Linked DNA regions of Mus musculus: region 1 is linked to region 2. Evidence: chromatin contacts called from public promoter capture Hi-C data. All regions are on one chromosome and are shown on one strand. Each heading gives the region's core, a stretch centred on a gene start, on an enhancer-like site or on the middle of the called end of the contact. The rest is flanking DNA. Distances are from core to core; before and after follow the strand shown. Region 1 holds the start of Nynrin (NYN domain and retroviral integrase containing). Region 2 holds the start of Slc7a8 (solute carrier family 7 (cationic amino acid transporter, y+ system), member 8).

Region 1 (7,445 bases), core at 4,482-6,981, 1.1 Mb after region 2:
GGCTCATCGTCTTGTTTTGTTTTTTTTTTTTTTGTTTTTTGTTTTTGTTTTTTCAAGACAGGGTTTCTCTGTATAGCCTTGGCTGTCCTGGAACTCACCCTGTAGACCAGGCTGGCCTCGAACTCAGAAATCTGCCTGTCTCTGCCTCCCAAGTGCTGGGATTAAAGGCGTATGCCACCACTGCCCAGCTTGGCTCATCGTCTTAACTGTCTTGATACTTTCCACGAATCTGGAGAAAGGGTCCCTTTGTGCATATCTTCTACTAAAGCAATTCAGTTCTGGGAATGTACGTGCAGGCCTTAGGTGCAGGAGTGTTAGTTATGGGATTGTTTGTCGGCAGTGTGTCACATGGCAGATCTATTCATTGTTCTATAGTCAAGGACAGATAAAGCCGACCGCTTAGGAACTTTGAGAGGAAAGGCTGTTCTTGGTTAGTGCACATATGTTTTCTACTTATACGTTTCCCTTCATGGCAAAATAGACAAGGAAGTAAGGCGTAAGGCGATCTAACCTATGAACTAGATTCCTAAAGTCCAGAAAATAGCAAGGATATTCCTGATAGTAGTTTTTCCCCCTTAAACAAAATGAAACAAAACAAAACCAAAACCGTACAAATAAAAAAAAAGGTAGGGGCTGGAGATGCGGCTCAGTTGGTAGAGTGCTCATTTAGCGTCCATAAAGCCCTCAGTTTGATCTCCAGGACACATAAACCAGGTTAGAGTAATCTCAGGACTCAGTTGGAAGAAGGAGGATTAGTGGTTTAAAATTATACTTGACTACATAGGGAGACTGAGGCTAACCTGGGCTACATGAGGCCTATCGCCAAATTTAATAATTGAGTAAATCCAATAAAGATAGGGTTGGAAGGGCTTAGCCAGCGAAAATGGTCACTGTAAGGCACGTTAACCTGAGTTTGTCCCCGAGACTCAAATGGAAGGAGAGAATAACTCCCCAGAGTTGTCCTCTGATCTCCACATGTGTGCTGTGGCACAAGTGCCCCTAGAGTCACCCACTTACGAGTAATAAGACAGTGAGAGGTAAGGGCACAGGCTAGAATGGTATCTTGCATTTTACCCTTGATTTTAATTTAAAAATTAAAAATATTTGATTTATTTTATGTATGTGTTTTACCTGCATGTATGTATGCACACTGGTTCTTTCAGAGGTCGGAAGAGGGCATCTGATACCCTGGAACCAGAGTTCAGTATGATTGCGTGTAGTGAGACTTTTGGTTTCTTTAAAAAACACAGACATGTTTGCCTTGTGCTGTAGCTGGGGCATGATTTTGCCAGATGCAGGTAGTTTCTAAAAAACTATCTGTGTGTGACATTTGAAATTCTGGGGACTCGAGAGGGTGCATAAATGCTGGAGTCCCAAGAGGGATGCACTGGTTGCTGCTGTGGGTTGCAGGTTGTGTTGTTGTGGTGTAAGACTCCGGGGAGACTTAGTTTACTAAGGACCCCCTGAGTGAACCACGTGGAGCTGGGATCGATGCAAAAAGCAAGAGGAATTTATTGTTCCAGTGCACTGGGGTTGTCCCAGACCGTGAACCCCAGCACCCATTTGGCGAGTTTTTATATGGTTTTCGGGGGCTGAATAGAGCATCAGCAACTAGGCACAATATGATTGGCAGAACAGTGCGCCCTTTAAACTGATTGGTCTTTAGGGAATGAGGTGACAAGGACTTCCCATGGCTGAAGGTGGGCAATGCTCTGTCCAGCTGAATGTGTCCCCACCCACACACAGGTCAGTTCCCACCCTGTGGCCTGGGGAATCTTAATTAGCCTCTCCCTTCCGGAGAGTTCCAAAGTTCCTGAGCTGATCTGATCTTTTCGCTGATTTGTCAAGTGGTCATGTGCAAAGTGATGAAGAGAAGTTTTGGATATTCTGACAGAAAAGATCAAAATTGCCCCGAGGAACTAGACACCCCTAATCAGCAGGAAGTAGTCTAAGGATATCAATGCCCACTCTCTCCTCTAACCTTCGTTCTCTCCTACCTAGTGTTGGGGAGTTGGAAGGCTGGAATGGGGTGGAGAAGGGTGGTTAAAAAAGAATCTACAAAGTAGTAAAAGTCTGGTTACAGTTGTAAGCCACCATGTGGGTGCTAGGTAGGAACTGAACTGGGTCCTCTGCCAAGAACAACATGTGTTCTTAACCACTGAGCCATCTCTCCAGCTGTTTGTCTTTAATTTAGCATAAAATAGTTGAACACACACACAAACACACACACACATTAGCTTAAAAAGTACCACCAACACCTTAGAACCCAGAAAAACTTGTACCTTGAACTCCTGGTTTTCCTGCCTCTACCTCCCAAGTGGTGGGTTACCGACTGACAGGAGTCACTGCCTGGCAAGACCCCTCTGTAAACCATCTTCAGCCACCTCTTCTGAGAACACCATGTTTCCCACCTACGTACTGAGCACTGTGGGAAACCACCCTATGTAGTGATCTAGAAGCTGGTCCCTTGACTCTTGCCTCCTTCGGTCTGTTTAGACTCTGACATCTCTGTACATCTCCAGAAAGCCACTTCTACTCTAATGTGAGCCACCCGTAAATGAAAGCTGCTTAGAGAATACAGTGAAGTCCAGGAGATGCTGGCCTCTTAGACATTGTCACAGAAAGGTCCCAGGCAGGGCTATCTGGTTCACAAAGCTCCCCACCCCATCCCCGGGGACTCAGATGGGTGTGGACCTGGGATAGGTATTTGAATGACAGAACTGCCTCTCCCTCCGAAGCGTTGGAATGATAAGAACCTATCATCCATCAAGCTCCCTGGGCAGGGCCCTTAATCCGCATGATCTTTTGACTTGGAGGCCTCTCATTCCTCCTGCAAGTGACTCCTGGTGGGGCTTCTGCTTAGACACTTATCCGATGTTTACTTCTTCTGTAGCCAGGACCCTTCTACTCAAGGTAGATTTGTGCCAGATTAAAAAAGAACCTACAAAGTAGTAAAAGTCTGGTTACAGTTGTAAGCCACCATGTGGGTGCTAGGAACTGAACCTGGATCCTCTGCCAAGAGCCTGTGCCAGGTTTAAAGCAAGCACCTTTCAACCTAATGTTGTAAGTAAAGAACTAATGAATGTAGGCCAGGCAAGGTGGCAGATACCTTTAATCCCAGTATTCACTTGAGAGACAGAGGCAGAGAATCTCTGAATTTGAGGTCAGCCTAGTTTACAGAGCGAGTTCCAGGACAGCCAGGGTTACACAGAGAAACCCTGTCTCAAAACCTCCACTCCCGTTCTCCCCCTCAAAGTCGACGAATGTAGTTGAGCTGGAACTGGGAGGATACACGGATCAAAGTTTGTTAAGAGAAGATGGGTATGTTGGTGCATGCAAGTAATCACAGTCTCCGGGAGACAGAGACAAGAGGATTGCTTCTACTTCAAGGCCAGTTCGAATGATGTAGTGAATTCTAGGGCAGTCTGAGTCATATAGGACCCATTCCAACAAGCAAATAGATACCCAAGTCAAAGCTGTACCCAAGAGCCTGGCTTCTAGCAGATAAATACCTGTTGAAATTGTTGAATAAACTTGACTCAGTGAATACATTAGCAGAGGGGACACCTGAGCTCTGACCAAGGGATTTACTGACTTGTTTGAGGGTTCGTAGGCTCATTCCTGACAAAGGGTGATAGCCAGCTTTTTGGCCAAATCCACTTTCTCCACGTGGTTGGGTTAGCAGGTGGTAAGGGCTGAGTCCAGGAGGAGAGAATTTCTAGGGTAGAGAATCTCTAGGACACATTGGCTTGAGCTGAGATGGGGAGGAAGACAAGATCTGGGAAAGGAGACTGACTACCAGTTAGCAAGTGTCGCAGTACACTGTACACAGCTACGCTGGTATGTAATTCATTGCCTGAATTATGTAAGTTTACCTGTGAGAGCTGATGTCCATCCTGGGCCTTGGACTATTACCCCCATGTCTGTGAGCTAAAGCAACCAAGCACAAAAGTTTAAATAAGTTGCTTTAAAAGGATCTGTTTATGAAGTGTCTTATGCATGGCTTCTTTCTGCCCTCTGCATGGCCTCTTTGAACATAGGATTAAACCTGGGGCTTCTCCCTGACATCTTTAGCCCTGGCAGAAAGAATTTAGCATCACTAACAGAAGGGGTGGGGAGAGGCTGTGTGGCTCCCTTGCTCCTGGAAGGGAAACTGAGGCACACCCTTCCATCCTCTTCTGAGTCAGGGCCTCTGGGCTCAGCCTTCTGCAAACCCGGAGTTTCTGATGTGCCCTGCCAAGCCTGCCTTTTGATAGTACAATTAAAGGCAGGGAAAGTGGAGAGAAGTGGGGTCACTCAGACAGCCTCTGACTTCAAAGCCTTCTGGAGGGGCAGGGTTGAAGAACTCGTTACCCAGAACCCCACAGACCCACCTTTTATTTCTCTGAATTCCATTCCAGGGATGAGACCTTGTAAAGGTGGGGCTTGACCATCCAGTCTAGTCTGGCAGTAACCTGAATCTTTTCCCCCTGGGCCCCTTCTGCACAGCGTGCACCTCCCCACTGGCCTGCATACATACACACATCGGTGGCTCTGTAACACCGATGTCCTAGGAAAGGACTCAGTTTAAAAAAAAAAATAGCTGTCCTTTGTTCCCGTGGGTCAGGTCATACTTGTGTCTGTCAGACTGTGACTCTTGGTTTGTTTGGAAAGTAAGGTTCTCTCGAGGCCCCAGCTGCAGACTGTGCCTTCCCAGTGCCAGGCTACTTCAGGCTACAAGACCACATAAAGTGTTCTTTGTACTGAGCATGTCTCCAAGGCAGCTCGGGTTTTGAGAGTGTCCCCAGCCCAGGGCTAGTCTTGGACCACTGATGCCAACCATATGGCTGTGGATAAGGATGATTGGAGACCCTACCTCCCACTGGCTCCTCACACTCTAACTCACACTTGCTAAAAAAAGGGGTTCTCCTAAACAACCCGAGCCTGAAAACTCTGGCAGCTAACCCCCTGCCCCTCCAGCCCTGGGGGGCTTCCGCAGGGCCTGGGCCTAGAGCCAGTTCCAGGCGGTCCCCAGACTAGAGTGGGGGTGGGGGTCAGAGCTGTAACCCTTTACGTCCTGCTTGGTCTCCAGCCCATAGTTTCTACAGGCCCTAGCCTCTGTGGTCTCTCCACCCCATTTTCCCTTAACCCTTTCCTGCCACAAAGAGATGGGTGTAGTAAAGGGTTTTCAAGGGAAGTCCAGACGACCAAGGATCATGTGTGTGTGTGTGTGTGATGTGTTTGTGTGTGTGCGTGTGGTGTGTATGTGGTGTGTGTGCGCGTGTGGTGTGTATGTGGTGTGTGTGTGTGTAGAACACTGCTTGGAATCTAAAACCAGGGTCTCAGAGATCAACTCTTCAATCCTTCCTTTTCCTTCCTTCGAGGAAGGAACTTTGACCCCTGAACACAAAACTTGGGTGGAAGGCAGTTGCTTCCAAGACCCTGTTTGGCCCTCTCCCTCCCGCCCAGCCTCCTCTCCTTCCCTCCCTCAGTCTCCAGCGCCCCTTTAAGCCATCCAGCAGCTCAGGCGAGTTTATCCAGGGGGCCTGGCTTCGAGGTCGAAGGGGAGGAGGGGGTGGTGGTTGAGGGGGAGGAAGGGCGGCGGGAATCCGCTCGGTCCCACCCCTAGCTACAACCCTTAGCAGGAAGGGTTTGTCTCCCGTGCTGCGGCGGAAAGGGACGGAGCTGGGAGGGCGGGCGCGGAGCGCTGGCGGGTGGGTCGCAGAACCCACAGCAGGGAGGCGGTGGCGGGGGGCGCGCCTCAAGGAGGGGAGGCGTGGCTTAGGCTGCAGGGCTAGGTGGCTGGGGGCCTCGGTGCTGGGACCCGTGACACTTCTCACGCTTTCCAGGGGCCGGAGGGACAGCCATGCTTTTGTCGGGGGGTAAACCCCCAGCGCAGGAATGGTTCATGGTGCAGACAAAATCGAAGCCCCGGGTACACCGGCAGCGGCTGCAAGTCCAGCGCATCTTCAGGGTCAAGGTGACCGCTTTCCAGAGCCGTCCTGACACCCCTTACTTTTGGCTGCAGCTGGAGGGGCCCCGGGAAAATACGGGCAAAGCCAAGGTAAACAGCTTCGTTTTGTTCTTTCCTTTCCCTCCTAGTCAGATCCTCTCCCTCTCTCCTGAACAGTCAAGAGTCCCCAGAGGTGTTGAGCTTGTCCTGCTGTTTGGCTTGCAGGGTCTGGGCCTCCCTCCCTCCAGATCTGCGGGGCCCCTGCTCTGTCCCTCTGCTTCCTTCTTTCCCTTCTGCCCCACCCCTCTCTTACATGTCACTTCTGTCCTTTAAGTGTGCTGAGAGAACCTCTGCTGAGAGTCTCTTTCTACCAGCCTTCTCTGGTCAGAAACAGGCCCAGATTTTCCATCTTGGGATCAGTTTAAGGGCCTGCATTTTTGTGGCCTCTGCAACATATGTCTTTGTTCTCACCAAGACACTGGAAGGCCTCCGTTCTTTCTGTCTGCTTAAATCCTGGGCGGTTTCTCTGAGTACTGGGACCAGAGGAGGGCCCTAGAGACACTTGTAGAGTGGCGTTGGCAGTTTATAGACGAAGCAGTAGGACTCAGAGAGAGAGAGAGAGAGAGAGAGAGAGAGAGAGGGTGAGGGTCTGCCTCAGTCATCAGAGTCAGGAAGGAGTAGGTTGGTGGAGGTTGTAGAACCTAGGACCCTGCCGGCAGAGTAGGATGCATCTGTTCTGGAAGGCAGTGCCTTGGGATGCCAGGGAATCATGGACGTTGAGATGAAAGGGCCTGCTGTATGGAGCTGGATATTGGAGAGGCCAGGTTGCAGCTTGTCCCTTTTACGCTCATCTTGGCTTCTCTGCCTGGGCTCCTCCCTCTGGTTCAGTCACACCCAAGGGCCCCCTACTCCCTCAGATTCCCTTATCTTCTCCAGTAGGAATGCTCTGGACTCCCTTCTCTCGGATACAAGCTAGTCTTTAACCCTTTGGCTGAAGCTCTACCCACATCTCAGTTGGTCAGGGCCTAGGTAGGGGAGGCCCGGAACACAGCCAGCAGAAGGAAGGGGAGGCTGGGAAATTTCTCCCTAAACACGCCCATTAAGCTGCTGCATCAGCACTTTTCCAGTTCTGACAGAGGTGCTGGGGGAGGGGAGAGGTGTCTGCCCAGAGAACAGATGTGCAGGGCCCCTTAGTTTCAGAGGCTGGTGTAGGATAAGCTAAGAAGAGGCTTTTGGGTTCTTTATGTTCTTAATTTTTTTCCGTTACTGTTAAAGTACCACAGCTCAGCCTTCATGGAGAACTAATCAGCTGACCAGGGCCTCCCTAAAGATGGAGACTGAACCCAGGGCCTGTGCATACCACAGAGGCCCTCTGCCACTGAGCCACTTACTCCCCCTGGGCCCCTGAAGAGCACTGCTTGAGATGCTCCACTTTGTGTTTCTTGTTTAAACTTCAAGTCAGCTTCAAGCTTGTCAGCATCACAGCCTCTTTGGGCTATAGTTTTTTACCCCT
Region 2 (7,521 bases), core at 2,068-4,567:
TTTAAGGTTTATTTATTTTTATGTGTATTAGTTTTGCCTACATTCATGATGCCTGTAGGGCAGGTCAGAAACCGGTGTCAGATGTCCTGCAACTAGAGTTATAGACAGTTATAAGCCACCAGAGAGTGCTGGGAACTGAACCTGGGTCCTCTGGAAGAAGAACAAGTGCTCTTAACCACTGAGCCATTTCCCCAGCCCTTCCTGTGTCTTTTCAAATGACTTTATTTTCCTTTATCCTACAGTGTTAATACAGAGGGCCAGGTCACTGGGCTCAGCATAGATGTTTGCACTTGGTCTTGTCATCACCCACTTAGAAATCCCCCAGAAGAGGGTGTGGCACCGTCTCTTCACTTTGGCATCTTAATGGTCATGCATGAGGGAAGGTAGAAAAGATTTTCTCCGTGTAATCTTTAAGAAGAAAGTTCTTTCTCATCTCAGCTGAAGTGAATGTAACATGATTCTAACACTCTGGAAAAATATCGTGATTTCCCTAAAACCACCCAGAGTATCCAGCCAGATTTGTCATTCTCACTCTGATGTCACCATGAGGAGCTTTTTCTCTCACTGAAGTGCAGCCCAGGAGGCTGTGGACAGATCAGTAGTGACACTTACCCTGGAACCGTATTTGTACCTGAACATCCCCATTTCTTCAAAGACATGGAATGGATATTTAAAAAAAAAAAAACCTTTAGTATATAGGAGAATATCCTCTATCCATGAAAATCTACATGTATTGGGGAATGGGCGAGCAAAGCAGAGTCTGGAAGAAAAAGGGTTGAGTGTGTGTGTATGTATGAGTGTGTGTATGTGTGAGTGTGTGTATGTGTGAGTGTGTATATGAGTATGTGTGTAAGAGTGTGTGTGTATATGTGTGTATGTGTGTATTGTGAGTGTGTGTGTATGTATGTATGAGTATGTATGTGTATGAGTATGTGTGTATGTGTCTATATACATATGTATGAGTTTGTATATGTGTGTGAGTATATGTATGTATATGTATGTGAGTATGTTTGTGTGTGTGTGCACGCGTGTGCACATCTGTGTATGAATCAGATACTTCTTCAAGGTAGGGTGGGTGGATGCTAACTCTATCAGTCAAATTGATGAAAGACATAACAGGCTCTGGTTTATTTATAGATCTTAAATTGGCATGTGTTCTACAGGTTGTGTTGAATTAAAAAATATGATAAGACCAGATAATGCGAGCTTCAGATCATGACGGCTGTTTTGTAGATCTGTTCCCTCAGAGCATTGTTTCTTTATAACTGTAAGGATTTGGAGTAATTAGATAACATTCCATTTTGAAAAGGGGTTGGAAAGAACATGGTCACTGAAGTCGGGGTGGAGAGGTGAAGAGGATTATCTGAATGCTGTACTGATTTTATTTGACTTCAAGGATGTTCTCCAGTGTCACTCTTTCTCTGGTGCCAAATGTCCCTGAGCTGTTCACGGAACACTGTTACACCAACAGAAACTAGTTTATGGGCAGCAAGAAACAGTATACCTTCACCAAGGAACTCCGGAGAGAGAGAACACGGAGACGCGTCTGAGACTGAGAGTCTTGTCGTACTTTCCCTGGGACAAAGCCCTCCACCAAAGATAGCAGACCAAAGCCCCCTTTGGGAGAGAGGGCAGTGATGAGCCACAGCCCAGCACCCATTTGCAGGGCTTCCTTGCAAAGACAAGAGTGTCCTACGTAGGCAAGGGAGTTGTCTCTGGAAGCCCGAGCCTTGCACATGTGCTCTTGGGAAGCGAGACCTATACTGGTTCTCTCTGGATCACCCAGCTCCTCTCCTAAAGAGCTTCCAAGCCAGAGCACACATTTCACCCATGAATTCCTCCTGTACCCCACAATCTACCACCTCCCAGTTCCCGCTAAGAACCTCACAGGGTCTTCTGTGGGTGTTAACAGACAGGCGCCCCCAACTAGGTAACCAGAAAAAAACAAAAAACAAAAAAACAAAAACAAAAAAACCTGGAAAACTCCATTTCAAGAACACAGTCAAGTCAGCTGGTTCTCCCTTCCATATTTTCCTCATCTGAGACAGCTCGGCTGTCACATCTGTTTCACAAGTGCTTCATAGGATGGGCCAGCCTATGAAGAACCATGATTATAAAGCATTTTTATTACTGTTTTTTTACTATTCGAGGCATTACACACCACAGTGCTTCATAACATAAGACAACATAATACTAAATATGCTTCAAACACAGATTCACAGCCTGCAGAGGGTGGCTGCACAGAAGCTAGTTAAAAATCCATGTGTCAGCCCGAATTAGGCTCTCCTGGATCAGAACTGCCTAGTGACAAGCCGGAAAGAATTTGTTACACTTCTAATAAATTCCCAGGCAATACTTGGGACGCAGAGCCTGTATGGTTCCTGACTCTTGTTTGTTCTATTCTAAGGAGAGAACAGCTCAGCCTGGCTTGGCTGAAGCGATGTATGACAGACATCACTTCCATAGCTCCGACTTGACCGGTGCAGTTGGACAACACAAGTCACAGACAAAGCAAAGCTGCCTTTGAGGCTTTGGCGGGGTTAAAGTCCCTCGAAGGACCCCCGGAGAGAGGGTGGGATGGCGCCGGGGGCCGCAAAGGACCTGGACTCACCTACAATGATACCACAGGCGCTGACCAATCCGATCTCTTTCTTCAGGGCTACTCCGCCCCCTCCCGAGCTAGCCTCGGCCTCAGGGCTGGTGTCAGAACCCGGGTGGTTCTTCGCGGTGTTGTTTCGCTGGCGGGCTCCCTTTTCCATCTTTCTCCGTAGGGTTCCGACCACCCAAAGCGAAAAAGAGCAGTCTTTTTCTAAACGCTCGTGCGTGTAAACGTATAGATATGTGGAAAAACAGAGTTTCCAATTAGAACGCCCTTTTCCGAAAACAGAGTGCGCTCCTACCCTCTAAAAGTGACAGCAAATGAGAGTCACACGTGTCACTGCCTAACAAACAAGGGCCGTGTTTTTAAATGGAAGGCAAAGAATATATATATATATAAATACAAAAATAGAACTGTACCAGCGACTCCAGCTGGAATTCTCCGGAAAGCGTTTATCTTCAGAAGCCCAGGATCGCTCTGCTCGGTGTACCGGGCGGCGGCTTGCTCTGGTCAGGATTTCCCTGCAGCCCTCCTAATGAAACAGATCGCCTCCACCTTCCCTTAAGTCTCTTCTACGATGAGGGTAAAAGTAGTTCTTCTTAGCTGAGGGAGCGGAGGAGGAGCCGTGCTCAGGTACTTTCTTGCTCGCCGGCTCTGGATCAGGTTTCCACCTGCTGCGGTCGCCCCTTCCTTCTCGCCCTTGTCGGCTCCGAGCTCCGTGCTCACTCCGCAGATCGCTCCATCTGTGAGGGCAGGGTGGCTGCTGCGCTCGCGAATGTGCTTCCCTTTCGGCTGCGGCGTTTATTTGCGGACCGAGGCTCCGCCCCCCACCTCCTCCATCCTTAAGCCGCATCTCCTCCCTCTTCTTCTATTTAATTATTAGTACCCCCTACCCCCAAAGATCACGGAGGAAGGGGCTTAAAACATTTTCTTTTCTTTTCATAGTGGGAGCAAGGGAAGGGTGGGCCGCAGGGGGAAGTCACTAGCCAAGGCTTCATCTCAGGTCGCACAGCATTTGTGAACTCTATAAGGGCACACGGTTCTGCGGGCTTCTAATGCCTTCAGAAACACACTGGCCAGTGTACTAAGATGTTTAGGTGTGGATCATTTGAGGACAAGGTCGAGAAAGCTGCAGAGATATTGCCATCAAGCTGTTTCATGAAATAGGGGGTGGTTTTGGTGTGTGTGGGGGGGGGCAATGTGGAAGAACTTTAAGCTGAAGAGTTTCTTTTAGGGACTGTCATGAAAGCTAAATAAAATTATGAAGAATATGGGGTAGTTGCAACGTTTTTCCGAAGCAGGATAAGGAGGATTCTGGCCTGCCCCATGACCCCTAATATTTTATCACAAATTATTTGAACTTCAGACAGGAGGTCGTGAGCCCCTCACCGATCATGAAACAGACGTGTTGATGCTAAGAATGGTAATGGTTAAGAATATTAACATTGCACCCCCATTTCCTTGAAGAATGTAATTCAAAACAGTTGCTCCACCTCAAGAACTGTGTCTATTTCTAACTGTAAAGTGCTTTGAAGAAAACAACAACAACAAAACAACCATGAAACAATATTATAGACCATGCTGAAAAACTAAAGTTTTTTTTTACATAGTCTATACAAAATGATTTGATTTTAAAATGAGTCTAAAAAATAAAATTCCAAAGGGCCTGGTGGCACACACATCTTTAATCCGAGCACTTGGGATGCAGAGGCAGGCAGATCTCCTTGAGTTTAAGGCTAGCCAGAGGTCCAAAGTGAAATTCTGTCTCAATAAGACAAACTAAATTCCCCAATCTGACCACTAATTACGCAAATTTGGCTTCACTCATTTTTTTAAGAAAAACACTAAAAAACTTGGACTTTTCAAGAAAATAAAAAAGTTAAGCCCTTTAGGAATGGGGTTGGCTAAGCTATCTAGAACGGCTCTTCCGGATAGGGTAAAGTCCAGACAATGAACGGTCTCCCTTCCCGCCTGCCCCTTGCTCACCCTACTCAGCAAGTATCAAGAGGTTTCAAAGGTTGAGATCTCAACTCCTTCTCCTTTTGCTGCTCTAAGATACAGCAGATTGAAAGCCTCAGCAAAAAGAGAAGAGAGTGGGGGATCGTGTAAATCATTTTCAACAGAGAAAACAGACAAGGTTGGGCTAGATAGCACAAGACTCCCAGGGAGGAAGTGAGGGGACATGGAGGAAAGTGAATTGTCTCTGGTCTTTTTTTAAACAAGCTTAGGAAGCACACGGGGACATTTGATGGTTTCATTATTAAGCAAATCCAATTTGAAGACTTCTGCCCAGATCGCAACATCAAGGGATAAAACCTTTCTGCTTCTCAAATGTGAGTTCTTTCAGTGATACTTTGTCGTTTCCATTTAGATGGCGCAGGCTTAGTGTGTGATGGATTTGGGAATCTCTCCAGAAAGGTGTGCAAACACAGAGTAATGTGCAAGCCTCCAGATCTGAGAAGTTGGAAAATAAAGACAATTACAAGTTCTATAAATCTCGAACCAAACAGATTTGGGGGTGGGTGGGTTCAGTGTGGCACCGAACGGGAAAGGGAGGCTTGTTAAAAACTGATATTTTTGTTTCTTTAGTATTTGGGATTTATGAGTGGTTTGCAGCTGCTTATTGATGGTGAGATATGAAATCTAGAAAATGGATCTCCCTCTTCACAGGGGCCTTTCATTCTTACTATGTCTCTAGGCTGGTGACGTTATCATGGCATAAATGCTGCGTGCCTCAAAAATCCATACAGCTAGTATTGGTCACAAGAAAGAAAGATGTCTCAGTGTAATTCGTCGAGAAAAATTTGTGAAAAAAATTAATGGACATTCCTTATATTTTGGTTACTCAATTCGCAGATCTGGTCCTCATCCATCTTTGTGTTCTAACTTTCCTTTTTGAGTTTAAACACTGCTGTACAACTTTCCTGAACAATGTCTCATTTCCCCCTCTCCATCAGTTTTGAGCCAGGGTCTGGCCTTCACCTCACTATATAGATAAGGCTGGCCTTGAACTCAGAGTGATCTGCCCACCTCTGCCTCCCAAGTGCTGAGATTCAAGGTGCACAGCCCCAAGTCTGGCTAACAAAGCCAATTTTTGTTGTGTTTGTGTTTGTTTTAGACAGGGTCTCCCTAAGTAACCCTGGCTGGCCTGGGACTGGTCATGTAGACCAAGTTAGCCAGATACTCACAGAGCTCTGCTGGGGTTAAGGGAATGTGCCACCAAGCCCAGGTAGACCCAGTTATTCTTGAATATTTATTTTTTATTTTTAAGTTGCTGATTTGAAATGTAGAGCCTTGACAGTCATGGCTCGTCCACTGAGCTAACCCCTCCCCATAGCTTGTATTTTCAGTATTTTAAAATATTAGGCTAAGACTTAAAGAAGTGTCTTCCTAGAGGTCAAACACTGGATTTGGTCCTGGGCAAAGCAGGTTGTTACTGGTTCACACCAAGCTTTCTCAAGACACTGTAACTACTTGTCAATAACCTCTTTCACCGGGAGAGAAACCAAGAGAAACCATGATCAAGGTCTTCTGTTTGTTGCTGGTGATTTGAAATGGGTCACATTCTGTAGCCCAGGCTAGCCTCAGGATCATTTAGCCTCAGGGCCTGGTGTGTTTTGAGTTAATGTTGTAACTTTTTTTTAACTTAAAACACGCATGCCTTTAATCCCAGCACTTGGGAGGCAGAGACAGGTGGATTTCTGAGTTTGAGGCCAGCCTGGTCTACAAAGTGAGTTCCAGGACAGCCAGGACTATACAGAGAAACCCTGTCTCGAAAAACAAAAAAAACAAAAAAACCAAAAAAAACAAAAAAAAAAAAACAAAACCAAAACAAAACAAAACAAAAAAAACAGAAAAAAAAAAAAAGAAAAAAGAAAAAGGTTTAAGACATTTTTGATGTTGGCACTTCTAATCTGTCCAGTGAAACTCGTGGGCCTTAACCTAGCCTCCTGACATTTACCACTGCATTTATACACACCTCTCTTTTGGATATTTCTCAAAGCACTTACTTTTAGTACAGTCCTATTTCCAGTAACTTGGAGACTGGTTTCATAATTTTGCTTGTTGAAAATAAGAAATTGGTCCCTTTAACAAGGAAAGATGTTTGCTGGAAGGGTCATTTCCTTGCAAATACTCATGATCTTAGAGAAAGGTTGTGTGTGGCTGACACCTACTGACTCCTTTGTCAAAAAGGAGTGGGCAGGGGTGGGGGCACACCACTGCAATAGTGGGCCTGCTGGTTGTCCCCTTGAGAAAGGGCTGATAAAACGTGTTAGCACAAAAGAACAGCGCATGCAACCAAGCCACTCTATTCCTGGCTTGCTTTGTTTCGGGACCTAACTGCACTTTATTCTTGGTCTTTGTGAGGGAGCTGTGAAGTCAGGTCACTAATGAGGGCCTGACTGCCCCCTTTGAGCCATTTCACAGCCCTTGCTGTGCGCTCTTCTTATACAGGGTTGTCCAAAGCCAGAAAGAACCTTTCTTCAAAGCTAAGCCCACAGACTGGGCATGAAAGCTCAGGTCTATAATCCCAACACACAGGAGGCTGAAACCAAAGCATTGATGTCAGTTCAGGACAATCTGGGGTATAGTGTGAAACTTTCTCAAAATACGTACATGGTTATGTAAATAAGTAAAACTAAAGCTATGACTAGGTATGGTGGAACATGGGTATCTCAGTACTAGAGATACTAAGTACTAAGTACTAGAGATACTCAGTACTAAGTCTGGGGGATCTCGAGGCAGCTTAGGCTACTTAATGTGTTAAATCAAGCCTGGGATACACATCAAAACCCGTCTGTAAAATCAAACAAACAAGCAAAAAAAAAAAAAAAAAAAAAAAAAAAACCCAACCACTAGTCCTTGCAGAGAACAAAGGCTCAGTTCCTAGCTCTGGTGTGGCAGCTCACAAGCACTTGTAA

Evidence for each region. Promoter capture Hi-C pulls out the DNA fragments that hold promoters and counts their contacts.
Region 1: a promoter capture Hi-C map of liver shows a contact between it and region 2, with 2.5 times the contacts expected there. The contact joins the promoter of Nynrin here to the promoter of Slc7a8 in region 2. A contact is called at or near these places in 2 of 39 promoter capture datasets (the C10 cell line and liver).

What each region holds. Positions count from the first base shown.
Region 1 is chr14:55,848,384-55,855,828 of GRCm38.p6, forward strand. Nynrin (NYN domain and retroviral integrase containing) reads left to right here and starts at 5,732. Exons shown (of 8, transcript NM_001040072.1): 1 at 5,732-6,043. The coding sequence starts at 5,846.
Region 2 is chr14:54,778,569-54,786,089 of GRCm38.p6, forward strand. Slc7a8 (solute carrier family 7 (cationic amino acid transporter, y+ system), member 8) reads right to left here and starts at 3,318. Exons shown (of 11, transcript NM_016972.2): 1 at 2,612-3,318. The coding sequence starts at 2,759. It also overlaps a transcript of Rnf212b not described here.